Linked DNA regions of Zea mays: region 1 is linked to region 2. Evidence: chromatin contacts called from public Hi-C data. All regions are on one chromosome and are shown on one strand. The core of a region is the stretch at or near the end of the contact, and the rest is flanking DNA. Distances in the headings are between cores, read along the strand shown. Region 1 holds the start of LOC100272530 (callose synthase 11). Region 2 holds the start of LOC100275241.

Evidence for each region. Hi-C and Micro-C count contacts between places; a contact is called where the count stands out from the background.
Region 1: a Hi-C map of tassel shows a contact between it and region 2, with 3 times the contacts expected there. The contact joins the promoter of LOC100272530 here to the promoter of LOC100275241 in region 2. A contact is called at or near these places in 2 of 25 Hi-C or Micro-C datasets (ear and tassel).

What each region holds. Positions count from the first base shown.
Region 1 is chr1:40,345,493-40,352,160 of Zm-B73-REFERENCE-NAM-5.0, forward strand. LOC100272530 (callose synthase 11) reads left to right here and starts at 5,325. Exons shown (of 6, transcript XR_004853101.1): 1 at 5,325-5,467; 2 at 5,950-6,026; 3 at 6,136-6,668. LOC109943608 (protein ILITYHIA) reads left to right here. Exons shown (of 3, transcript XM_020547112.3): 3 at 1-66. The coding sequence ends at 36.
Region 2 is chr1:39,675,936-39,682,555 of Zm-B73-REFERENCE-NAM-5.0, forward strand. It overlaps LOC100275241, which reads right to left and starts at 5,199. Exons shown (of 6, transcript NM_001149376.1): 1 at 5,005-5,199; 2 at 4,755-4,900; 3 at 3,940-3,990; 4 at 2,890-3,111; 5 at 2,698-2,800; 6 at 1,868-2,588. The coding sequence starts at 5,090. The coding sequence ends at 2,039. It overlaps TRNAG-UCC (transfer RNA glycine (anticodon UCC)), which reads right to left and starts at 4,593; the gene lies at 4,522-4,593. LOC109943141 (a long non-coding RNA gene) reads left to right here and starts at 5,463. Exons shown (of 2, transcript XR_002265829.3): 1 at 5,463-6,620. It overlaps LOC100280408 (pentatricopeptide repeat protein PPR868-14), which reads left to right. Exons shown (of 1, transcript NM_001153331.1): 1 at 1-1,820. The coding sequence starts at 194. The coding sequence ends at 1,597.

The sequences.
Region 1 (6,668 bases), core at 4,075-6,574, 670 kb after region 2:
TTAATCTCTTTACAGTTGGTAATTCTGTTGTTCTGAGTTTTCCACTAAGAATACTTTATTATCCCACAAAATGACACTAAGAATACTTTATTATCGGCTAGGATGCTGCGACTTCGCCGGCAACGAGGTTGTTGCCCTCACCGAGAGCATCGGCAAGCCGCTCGCCGATGTGCTCAAGGAGCTCGGGAAGAGGGTTCCAGACTCCCTTGTGAAGACCCGCGTCGAGGATGATGGCTTCACTATCAAGTACATTCCTAGGATTACCCGGACTAGATTTAGCTCTTGTGATTTTGCATTCTACTACATTTTTACTTGTTCTGCTGCATTGACAGCTCTAGAAGAGGGTTCCAGACTCCCTTGTGAAGACCCGCGTTGAGGATGATGGCTTCACTATCAAGTACATTCCTAGAATTACCCGTACTAGATTTAGCTCTTGTGATTTTGCATTCTACTCATTTTTACTTGTTGTTCTGTTGCATTGACTGAAAGTACTTATACACCTGTCCAATCCTAGAATTACTAGATCATGGTCCTCCCTAGATTCAGCCCATGCCAGCTTGGCCTGATTACTCAGGTATTCTTTTTGTCTTAATGGTGCTACATTGCTGCTGTGTAAGTGTTTGTGTGCACTTGGAACGTATTGATTACTGCTGACTAATGAGATAAATTAATGTCACTCAAGTTCAGGTTGTAGATGTAACTGTTTTATCTAGATCCAAGTACTTTACCTGGCATTCATGTGGTAGGGAGTGTTTTACAAGCTCATCAGATCATTGTATTGCATTCTACTTTGTTGTCTCACTGCTCCTTCTACAGAAATAAAAATCAGGGCCACCAGCTGTATGGTTTTTGAAGGATGTGACTGGAAACTATTTGTTATCAAAACAAACCGGATGTTAGAAAATTTAACTTGGTATACTACATTGTTTGTCATGCTGCTTTTTATGTACTCAAACTGTGTAATGTTGTTATTCTGTGTAGGGTCATTGCCATCCAAAAGTCCTGAGAGCTTTGGTAGAACAGACATGATTATTTAAGAGTTGTATTTGTGCCCTTTTTACCTCTTCGATGAATTATTCTGTTAGTATTTGATAGTCATGAGCGCCTTGCTATGCTTCAATTATTAACTATCAATTATGTAACAGCCTCGAGTCATGGGCCATATTTGACAAATGCATTCTCTTGGTATGAGTGGCCTTAACCTCTGAAAAATTGCCATCTTGGAGCCTTGGAAGATATATATCAGAACAGAAGGATTTTGTAAGCATTTGAAACTATAGTACTTGCTTAGTAATCACTTCTTTAAAGTAAAAGTGTCATTAGATTGAGTAGCTCCATGTGCTATGCAGACAGATACATTTATGGCTCAGCAGTTCTTATTTCAAAGGCAATGGCAACGGATTCGTAAATGTGCACAAAAGTTGGGTATCTACATCATGGGTGACATGCCTACATATGTTGGCTACCATAGTGCAGATGTTTGGGCGAACACACATTTGTACATTGAGTTTAATGACTGCGGGTTTGTTAATCACTGGGGACCTATTATCAACACAAAAATGTCTCCTGGTGCATTGCTAGCTGCTAGATATTTTACTTTACCAATTTGTTGTGATTCTGATGTTCACAAGGTCAGGGCTTCATAGTTTACAATAATTGGTTATATGAAATGAAATTTACAGCTGGAGAATAAAAGACACATGAGATTTTGGGCAAACTTGAAGAACCTACCTCCAGTGCAAATCTAATTTCAACACCAGCTGTTGAGAAGGGTTTTTTCGAGCTTAAAACAAGTTGTACTGACCTTCACAGTGTTGTGGGGGATCTGCTTCCATCTGCAAAGGCAGTTGTAGATGATATATTGGCTGCAAGGATGGAGAAAGGCGTTAGTTTGAAAGCTGAAGAAGTAAGAGGTCAACGAACAACTTGTGGCACTGCAGGCCCATGTGCTCTTAATGATAAAGACAGGGGTCCAAGTATAGGTAAACCTCGCAGCCTTATGAATTGGAACCCAACAAAACAGACCTTTCAGGTGAGCATTTGTTTTTAAAGGAGTTATCTTTGCTTTTGAACTTTGTTCACAATGGACATGCTTTCATTGTTAAATTGAACTTGTGACTGTAATAGCTAGCTTTTGTTCCCGTTTTGATTGAAAATGATATCAGTGCATATATTGTGTCAATATTTTGCATTAAACAGTGTGTGTACATTTTATTCATTTCTCTGTTGATTGACTTTTCAGTACAAATTGTTCTCTACGTTGCCAACTTTCTGGTCTTGTCTACATTTCCTTTTTTTGATGGTATGTGTTATGAAATATTTTGAGGATATATGTGTTCTTGGTAAGATATAAGATGCTGTGACCATGACAAGAAATAATCAAATGGTGTCACAAAACCTAATAGTTGTAGGATTTTGTTTCATTTTAGTAAGGTAACTACTGAAATTTGGATTTTGGATCATGAATGCTCTACTATAGCCCCTCCTTGTGTTACACTCAAACGCAAACTCATTGTAGTCTAATTTAAGCTCAATCAAGATATCTCATAACTTTTTAGTTAACCTATAGGATAGCTTAGTATCACAACCGCAAAATGTTAGATTCTGGTCATGTTTCTGAAAAGAAAACACTTGTTCGCAGTGGGAGGAGTCAGGTCCTGAGTGTTCAGAATCATCATTACGTAGACCACCCTTCCCGATAGTACTGGTTTCTCCTTTGGCACCGCGAGAAAATAAGAATGGGCATAGGAAGGCAAGGAGGTGGTGCTTGTTAGAATAAACACTAAGAAAGGGTGTTGAACAGTATGTTTTGTCTTGATGTTCTGATTTATTTTATTCTTATTTGACATCTCAGCTTTCTTATTCTAAAACAATCGCATTTAGTTGATGTTGTTGTATGCTCATGGGTATATTGTGCTTGTTTCATGTGTAGGTATGGTAGGGGCAATTGGAAGGAAATATTAGATAACAATCCTGACGTTTTTATCTGCAGAACACCAGTGGGTATTTGGTTATTATAGTGAAGTTCCTGTGGTTTCCAGTCAAGGTACTGACGGGTTGTTTGTTTGATGTATTGTAGGTGGACTTGAAGGATAAGTGGAGGAATATGATTATCCGATAATGTAATGGAGAAATATGTAGGTGTCGAGTTACTAGAACCCCTGACTAGGGTTGGAAACGAGTCGATTCGGCTCGCCCATTGCACGAGCTCAAGAATGATGCTCGGCTTGGCTCGAAGTTGGCTCGCGAGCTGGCGAGCGCTCGTGAGCCGCACCGTAATAAATATATTGCATTATAACATAATTAAAAAATATATAAATATGGAATATACCATCATCATTCAATATTATGAGTAATCTAAATTATGAAGTATCATAAATTTATCATTAAAAACTAAGAAACGACCCTATTATCCATAGAATTATTCAATATTATAAGCCGCTCTGAGCTCTAGCTTTTTTCTAGCCACACTTTAATGGAGTTCTGCCTCGCCTGGTGCGGCAAGCTCATCCGGTATGCCCGCGCCGTCGCCGCGCACTACGTCTGCTCCGTCAAGGGCCTCTGCTTTGACCTCTTCATCATTAGGGGTGGAAACAGAGCTTTCAATGCATGCTGGAGGTGCACGATGTGATCGATATTATCCATGCATGATAAATGATGACAATGGTGATAGCCATGATATATGGTCAACATTGTATTGATCTTTTTCCGAATTTTAGGCTATCATGTTATTTGCTGGAATGGAGATATTTCATTGTTCACTTGGTTCTTGTGATAGAGTTAATTACCTAATTTCCGTGCTTTCTTAGTACCCTTTTTCTGATATTTGAGTTGTAAATAACACTTCCTTAATTGTGCTGTCATTATAACTCAATGACATTATTAAAATCATATATAGAGATCAATATGTTACTAATGGTTGCAATGTAATGGTGAAATAACTAGATTAAAATAACAAAATTTATATATAGTTAGGATCACAATGGATTTCGAAACATTTTCTCATAACAATATAATACACATTTGTGCATAAGTTATCGTATTATTATACGTTCCCGTTGCAACGCACGGGCACTCATCTAGTTATTATATATCTTCTAACATAGAATAGTAGAGCACGACGCGGTGGGGATGGAAGCTTCTCCCCCTTCCGTCCTTTACTCGTGCGGCACGTGGCGATGATGCGAAGCGGGAGTGCGGGACTCATTTTCTTTGACCCCGCCCACCGACCGCATGGCGATGGTCATCGGCGGACGGAGCAGGACGATTTGGACTCGCCCAACGCGTTCGCACGCTAGGTGACTGGCGAGCTGGATGCTTCATGCTGCGTGCTGGCTGCTGTGGTCAGTGGCGTGGCACGAGGCATGACGGCGCCCTGTGTTTTCTTTCCAGACCCAGAAGCGCGACACCTCTGTTCCGTATGATGGCTTCTGGAATTTGTTCGCTCATCTGCTCTGTTCGATGCGTATTCTCGCCCGCCAGGCGGGTTGCAGCAGGAGAACCTTGCCTTTTGTTTCTGGTGAATGAAGTCCACTGCAAAACCTTTACATGAGCTCTGATATTTTTTATATATATGAAAGTATGAAAGAAATGTGCCAATCTCCGTGTCTGTTCGGTAACCGTATTACTCTCCTTCTTCAGCATCGAAAAGAGGCCAACAGTGGTGAATTTTGGCCCAGAACCAGAACAAGGTGCTGCCCTCAAATCCTCGCAGGCCCAGACCCAGGCCCAGGTCCGAGGTGGAGTAGAGGGATTTCAAAAGGACACGTCTGCTTGCAATGGGCCTAGACACCGGCTAGGCCACTATTTCTTCCACGCGAAAAAAGTGTCTTTCTCCCTAAACTATTAAAAAGGGTCTGTTTGGAGTGAGGAATTTCATATAAATCGTTATAAGCCTTCAATAAAAACACAGGAGCAGGATATTTTTCTCACGTTCCAAACGTTCTAGGTCCATGGAATTATACTTGCTCCATGTGAAAAGGAATTCAATTACAATAGAAAAAGATATCCATCCTTAATAAAATATTTGTTTGTTTGCAGCACTGTAATAAATACGATTACAACTACTTATTACTTTCTTTGTTCTTTTTTATTTGTCGCGGTTTAATTAAAAAAATAAACTAGTGAGTGATAAATATTTGAGAACAGAGATAAGTATGTAAAAACCAATATTTCATTGATCATTGTCGGTGTCCCATATTTCCTTATTATTAAAGCAGAAAGGAAATCTGTTCTCACATGCGTCCACGTCGGCAAAATTTTCTTAGTCGTTGGATCGTGCATCATTGGTTTCTATTCTCTCCCGTGCGTCCGTGTAGATACTTCCAGGTGACGATTCTTCTCTCCTCGCACTGTCTGTTCCTGCACATCTCGCGCTCCCTCCTCCCCTAAACCCCACGCTCACCCGCGGCTCCGGCGACAGCCGCTTTGGACTCCGGTTCCCTCCGTCGGCGGTCCAAAAGTCCATGTAAGTGCGCTCCCTCCCCACCTCCACCCCCGCCCTCCCCCGCCCGCTCGCTCGCGGCTCCGGTGACAGTCGCCACCGCTTCAGACTCCGGATCCTCCATCGCGTACAGCAGCGAGCTCCAAGACGGTGGCACCACAGATGCAACATCTGGTGGGGGAGTCCGCTGTGAAGTAGGCGGCCAGGACCAGGGACGAGTCCCACAGCTAGGAGCCAGTGAGGACGCGACCGGTGGCTGGGTCGCTGCTGCCGCCGTGCTCCACCACGGTCCACGGCCAGCGCGTGCCCTTCATATTGCCGCATCCCCCTCCACTTTCTATATTTGTTTACTGGATTAATGATTGCTTATTAACCTACTTTCTAACCGACTGTGCCATTGAATTTGGATATTGACAATTGAAATCCACATTTGCTCCTAACAAATGTGCCCATTCTATATTTATTTACTGAGATTAACGATCGCTTAATACCATACTTTCTAACAGACTCTGCAGGTTTGTCCCTTGCGCACTGAGCAAAAGCATCTCTAAATTTTTAGAAAATTAGACTTCAATTACAAGAGGTACGTTTACATAATACATTGACACCCCTTATTTTAATTATTCCCATTAAGTCATGTATGCATTCACTTATTCCCTTGTTGCATTTTTCTATATATATACTGCGTGAAGATCTGCATGCCAGTGCCCTCCATATTAGCTTCTTACGGTGGGGCTCTTTCAAGTCGCATTTGATGCATCTCCCTCCCAAAGGTACTGATTTTGTATAGCACCAAGTCCTACAGGGTTCTTTTCCTATGAAAATGTGAAAATGTTCTTTATCTAAACATTCCCACTTCATATCAGAAGATGCACATCTCGATTCGTAATAAAGGTTGCTCCTTTTTAAAAATTCACAGGGGTGTATCAACGCTTCTTATGTTTTCTACCCAATTTTACACACTCAATCCTCTGAAACCTGTGTTTGTCAATAGTGTGTTTTCTTCATTAGGGTGTGTGTTTTCCTTCATTAGGGTGTGTGTTTTTCTTCCATGCGAGGAACCACTGAATTCTCTTGGCCACTTGCATCAATGTGAGTTTTTCTTCATTACGAGGAATTAAACAACTATTATTTCCCTTTCCTCTCTGTCAAATGGCCATTTCATTACTCTAATGACTATTCTATTCACTCTGCAATAGAAAGAACCTCATTAGAAGATAGGTAT
Region 2 (6,620 bases), core at 3,949-6,448:
TATATACAATGTAACGTAGAAGTAGATTACATACTGCAGAGTTTAGTTCAATTCCTCGTAAACTTTTTTTATGCCTCCATCCCTGTTTGCAAAAGGTGCATCACTTCGATCGGCTTCAAGCTCCATGTCTAAGATTCATGGACATGGATGAACATGAACGTGAGATGACAGATGAGGTAGAGGCGTAGGGCTCATGTGCGCACGCACGACAACCACCAGCTCATGGATGAAGCAGCTGATGAACGCTTCCCGGCAAGGCCGCCACGGCCGCGTCCTCCACCTTCTCTTCACCCACCTACGACGCGGCGACAGGGGCGTGGTAGAGCTGCACCGCGCGGCCGTCCCCACGGCACTCCGCGCCTGCGCGCGCCTCGGAAACGCCTCTTCCGGCCGCCTAATCCACGCGCTCGTCCTCACCCGGTTCCCGTCCCTCGCCTCCGACGCCGTCGCCGCCACCGCGCTTCTCGACATGTACGCCAAATGTGGCCTTGTCGCGAGTGCCCAGAGGGTGTTCGACGAAATGCCGAGTAGGGATGACCTCGTCGCCTGGAACGCGCTGGTCGCATGCTACGCGCGCCACGCCCTCCCGGAGCGCGCACTGGTGCTGGCTATCAAAATGCGGGGCCAGTGCCTGTGCCCCGACCTGGTGACATGGAACGCCGTCGTCTCCGGTTTTGCACTGGCCGGCGACGACCAAATGGCCACAAAATTGGTCGGCGCCATGGAGGTGGACGGGTTCCAGCCGGACGTGGTCACTTGGACATCGCTTGTATCCGGCTCGGTGCTGAACTTCCAGTATGCCAGGGCGCGCGTGCTGTTCCGGAGAATGATGACCACTGCCAACCCTGTCCTGCCGAGCTCGGCCACGATTGCCAGCATCCTGCCTGCGTTCGCCAATGTTGCTGACGTGAAGCGTGGCAAGGAAGTCCACGCCTACGCCGTGGTGACCGGCGTCGAACAGGAGCTCAATGTGAGCAGTGCTCTAGTAGATATGTACACGAAGAGCGGGTTTGTGGTCGAAGCCCGCAGGCTGTTTGACAAGATGTCGGAAAGAAGCACGGTGACATGGAATTCCATGATCTTCGGGCTGGCGAATTCCGGTCACTGCCAAGAAGCCATCGGTCTCTTCAACCGGATGCTGTGCGACGGAGCAAGGCCGGATCACCTGACGTTCACCGCCGCTCTGACGGTTTGCAGCTACGCCGGCATGGTGGAGCTCGGGAAGGGCCTGTACCGCGCCATGCAGGAAGAACACGGCATCGAGCCGAGGCTGGAGCATTGTGCATGCATGGTGCATTTGCTTGGCCGAGCCGGCTGGCTCGCCGAGGCTTATGATTTCATCAAAGCCATGCCCCTGGGGCCTGACTGCTTCGTTTGGGGGGCGTTGCTGGGGGCATGCCGGAGCCATGGCGACATCAAGCTTGCCGAGCTGGCTGCGTCCCACCTGCTAACCGTCGAGCCGGCCAATGCAGCAAGTTGCCTCCTACTCTCGGACTCGCTGGCAAGTGTAGGCAGACAAGATGATGTTATGAAGATGAAGAGGCTGGCAAAGAGACGGCGCATGAAGAAGCTGCATGGCTGCAGCTGGTTAGAGTGAGTCTACATAATCGAGAGCGATATATGGTCTGAGATCAAAGGAACAGAATTGATTGATCACAGATTCATAGTTGCCCAGATTTGCAGAAGCAAACATCCAAGAGTTTCCTACAAATGCATGTGTTGGTCTATTTGATGCTACCATGAAAGTAGAAATGTTGTGCTACTTAGATTTAATGGATGTAATGTTTAGCATTCACACTGTTTACTCAACGTCGAACAAACACATGTACAAGTATATAACATGATTGGGAGCCACTAATACTATACAAGCATAAACACAACGTAGTATTTACTTATTTGAGACTGGATGCCAGGTCCCTAAATCCTAATTACACATTACATAATGTTGTTCGAAGCAACTTATATAATTATTACAAGGCAGCAGTACGGTTTGCTTCATTTCTCCATTCCTAACGCACGGCCTCACCGCCCAGAAAGATCAGTGATTGGGGGAGTTTGATCTACCATCTTGTGCTGGACCACCTAAAAGCAAAACCATTCCTCCCCCAGTTTCATCCCTTGGGTCTGATCTCTCAGCAGGGGGTGCCCTCCTAGCAGAAGCTCGGCGCATTGGCTCGAACAATCTACCAGCCACATCAGGAGGTTGCTCAAAGGATTCCTCCCCAGGCAGAACAAGGAGCCCTTCATTGCGGAGCATGGAGGGTTCATGGTAGCATGTGATCCAAAGTGAGTCAACAAGCTGCCGCTCTTCTCGTGCAGCATCCAAATCTTCAGGAGTCATCGTCCTTATGCTTTCCATACGTCCACGGAGAAGCCTTCGTAACCTGTCATGTTCTGCTAGTAGATTCCTATTTCCAAGTGTCGTGTCCCTTGCAAGCTCAAGCAAGCCCCCTAATGCTGCCTCTCGAACACCGGAGTCATCGCTGGATGCCAAACGCATCATAAGGTGGGGGAAACCTAACTGTGCAAATACTGAACAATCTGAATGGCTTTCGCTGAGCAGATAGTGAGTCAGACTCAATGCTTTCCTGATAGACACACACAAAAAAAAGACCAAAAACACCTCAGTCAAATAACATGAAGGCAAGGCATTTTTCCAAAAAACATCACCTCAGGATTTCGAATCAATTGTGTTACCTCTGAAACCTTGCACTTTCTGAATTCAATGCATCTCTTAGTCCACTATATCCGTTGGCTAAACGAAATGCAGAAACTCCTGGTTTGTTGTTTCGAATCAGAGCTGAATATTTAATGAGGGCATAATTAGACATGTCAATTTAGGATGTAATATATACTATGTCCATCTAAAAATGTGGACAAAACACTTACAAGATAGTGCACCAAGAGCTTTTATCCGAGCAGTAAGGTCAGGATCTGATCTGAAATTGGATAAGAGAGGTTCAAACCCACTAGCTTCCATGACCAACTGCTGGCTGGTCGGATTGTTCTGAACCACTGTTGTTACCACATCAGCTGCCTTCGCTCGGATACGAGCATTAGAATTTCTGAGGTACTTGATAACTGGAACCAACCCACCAACAGAATGCAAATCTAGAGCACCACATAGAAATGGCAAAATAAGTCATCCAAATAACAAACTGTGAGTATAAAAAATGATAGTTTCACATGATGGATATTTTAAATTAGACTCGTGGCTATTATTGCTTCATTGTGAACAATCAGTTCATCGTTCAGTCAATTATGTTTATTCTAATGGATCAGCTCCCCTTGAAAAAGGTTGCACGGTAGCATATTGAAAGGGGAAGCTGAGAATTCACCTGAATAACAATGTTCTATTGCCAAATACCACTATAGTTGCCTCCATCCATTTGTTTAGCCACCTCAAAAGAAACTACGAATGTCATTTTGAATCACCCAATGATGTGAATGTATTCAGTTCAACACCAAGAATGCATGCCTCCAAGTGCTACCATTGTCTCCTACATATGGAATTGTAGATTTCACTTAAAAGTAAATAATTTGAGTTCCTGTATGTATGAATGAAATATGTTCATAAACCTTAATGCAAGCAGAAATTACGACCTGACACTAGGAGTAGGCGAATTCTAATGGACACACACTCATAACACATATCAGATAGCTATGAAGACTTCTATCATATGATTTGTAATTGTGCAAAAGTCTGGCCCCAAGGAGCCATCCACATCAAGGACCCTCAAGAATCCCACAAAGGAGGTACCATTTTGTATTGTATATCACAACTGAAACCATATTGAGGTAAGGGTGGGGTTAAACAAAGATTACGGCCATAAAACTAGAAGTCGATTGCAAATTGAGATATGAAACATGAGATTTTGTGAAATATAAATGAAATGATAACAAAACATGGGAAAAATTGAACATGAATCTGGGACATACCATTTGCCATGTCGATAGACTCAACATGCACCTGCAGCTCACTCAGCAAATCTGGAATTTTCCGAAGCATGCAGATCAGTATTCATCAGGTATGAGAAATGACATCTGAAACTAAATGCAACTAAGGTCCACATAGTCAGCTTGAAGGCTGTTACAATCTGCAAGTTGAAACAACATTCTAGATTATATAGGCAGACTGTAATCTGCTTCCCCTCAACTTGCAGATTGTTACACTCAACAGGGCTCAAAACATGCCTATGCGTATAACCATTAGATAGATGTCAGTTCTTCAAACAATCAGGTAAGAAGAACACAAGTACAACGAAAAGCCGCATAGAAATATATCTCCACCAATCTTTTCATATTTTTTGGTAAAGGGAGGGTCATTTGTCTAAGCGTTACTGTTCCTTGATGTAAAGCGGAACAACAATAACAAAGCAAATTGGGGTAGGCTAGAGTTGAAATTATGAGCCAGAATAACAAAAAAAAAATGCCTGCCCAATTCCACATCTATAACCATTACTTTGAAGCAATTTGGGCCAGACTAGAGTTGAAATTATGAGCCAGAATAACAAAAAAATTTGCGTCTGCCGGGAGTCGAACCCGGGTCTATTGCTTGGAAGGCAATTATCCTAACCGTTGGACTACAAACGCTGTTATGTGTTAACTGAAATTCATAGTTTTAATACTAAACTTGCAACGCTAAAACTGAAAGATCTAAGCGTAGAAGCCAACACTAGCATGCGTGTTCAGCGAATTTAAGCAGGAGATGTGGGAAATGCATCCTGCAATCATGCAATATAATTGACCCATACCTTCGATGTCGTCGTGGGTGATGCCCTGCGCCTCCAGGACGGCGGGCGGGGTGCTCATGAGCAGCGCAATCTCCCTCATCCGGCTCACCACGTCCATCATCATGTGCTGCTCCACCGCGTCCGCCAGCCACCGCCGCTCCTCCTCTCTGTTGATTGGCACCACCGAAAACCAACACGCGCTTCAGCCACGTCTACAAAGAGAAAAGCAGACATGCGCTGACTTCTCGCCAGCAATCCAACATTCCCTTACCTGACGGCGCGAGAGGGTCCCGCCCCGTCGACGTAGGAGAGGCTCCATTTGAGCAGCCCCGCCCAGCTCAGCCGATCCCCCGCCATCTGTCCTCCTCCCTTTATGCTTCTTAATCCGACGGCGCTTCCGGCGAAAGCAAACCACCGCGCGTCCGGTTTCTCTCAGCGGCTCCCAAAGCTGGTGATGTGTGTGTTCGATCGCGGCGACGCGAGATACTTACACTTCTGGATATTGGGAAGCGATGATGATGATGACTCTTGTATAGCCAAAACGCCAAATGCCGTCACACTCACACCACGTGGTGGTGGTAGGAAGGTTGGGGATAGGGACGGATCTCTCTGGAAATTACTAGGTTGTTCGGGCCCACGCAGCGGTTGCTCCGTGGGCCGGAACGGCCCGTGCTGCACCGGGTCAGGTTAGGTTTTCTGACACGGCCCAGGGCCTTTTCTTCCCTCTCTGTTTCGGCTGTTCGTTTCGACTGTTCATTTGCATCCACGAGCGCCGTGGAGGGAGGGGATGGGATGGCAGCAGTGAGCTCGGTCTGTGTCCTGCCTCTCGCGCCGCTGAGCCAGTGAGCCGTGCTGCTAGGAATGTGTTGTAGGGAGGAGGGAAAAGGGCTTCGAGTACTCCGCAACTCGCGAGGTATGGACTGCGGCGCGGACGCCCTGCTGCTGCTGCCATGGCCGGGGATGCGGAGTTGCCTCTCGAAGAGGCGGAGGCCGCGATGAGATCCGCCGACGACGACAGCGTCACGGCCACGGTGGTCAATATGTACCACTTTTAATATTTGATGGACCAGTTAACAAAAGCTTTACCTGATCGAATCCTAAAATGACTTACATTTGGCATAGGATGCATTAGTTACTAGTTAGAGCAGCTGGCACCTCCCTTCGTCAATAAACCATATTTCCTGTACGAGGCTGGCCGTTGTCATGTTTATGTTCCTCATGTGAAATCTGATCATACAACTGATCTTATCTACTTAGATGATACTGCACACAGCTGTCATGTTTATGTTCCTCATGTGAAATCCGACCTTATAGCTGATCACCTATGCTATGTATCTACCATATTTAGATGATACTGTATACTTAAGTTAGTCTTTGCCTAGCTACTCTGTCCGCTCGAATTAATTTTATGCACATTATGTGTGCTGCTTATGCTAATAATGCTCTTAAGATGCATGTGTCTTACTGTCTTCAACATGTCCTTTTCTCAGGTTTTATGTCATTATGAAGACTGGTTAGCTCCTTGCTTTTGTTAGGTCTGTTCAAATTAGCCTGATTTCTTCTCATTTATTCAAGTTTGTGAGTAACAAGTTATTGTACAACAGATGCTTCGTAAATTCTATGTCGCACTTGAACCACATCGTGCTTCAATCTGAATCTTGCAGTAATAACATGTTTTGATCAGTTGCGTTTCTGGGGTGTTCATATATGGTGCCTTTCACACCAAAAGGTGATAGGGCTGTTACTGGTGTTGGGGGGATGAACACCTCGGCACTTTGGATGAATTTGATATTATTAACATCAAATCTGCCTGAATTGTTGTGCAATATACACTAATAACTCTGAAACTGAAATCTTGTATCTTATATTTCTCTGTTGCTTGCATGT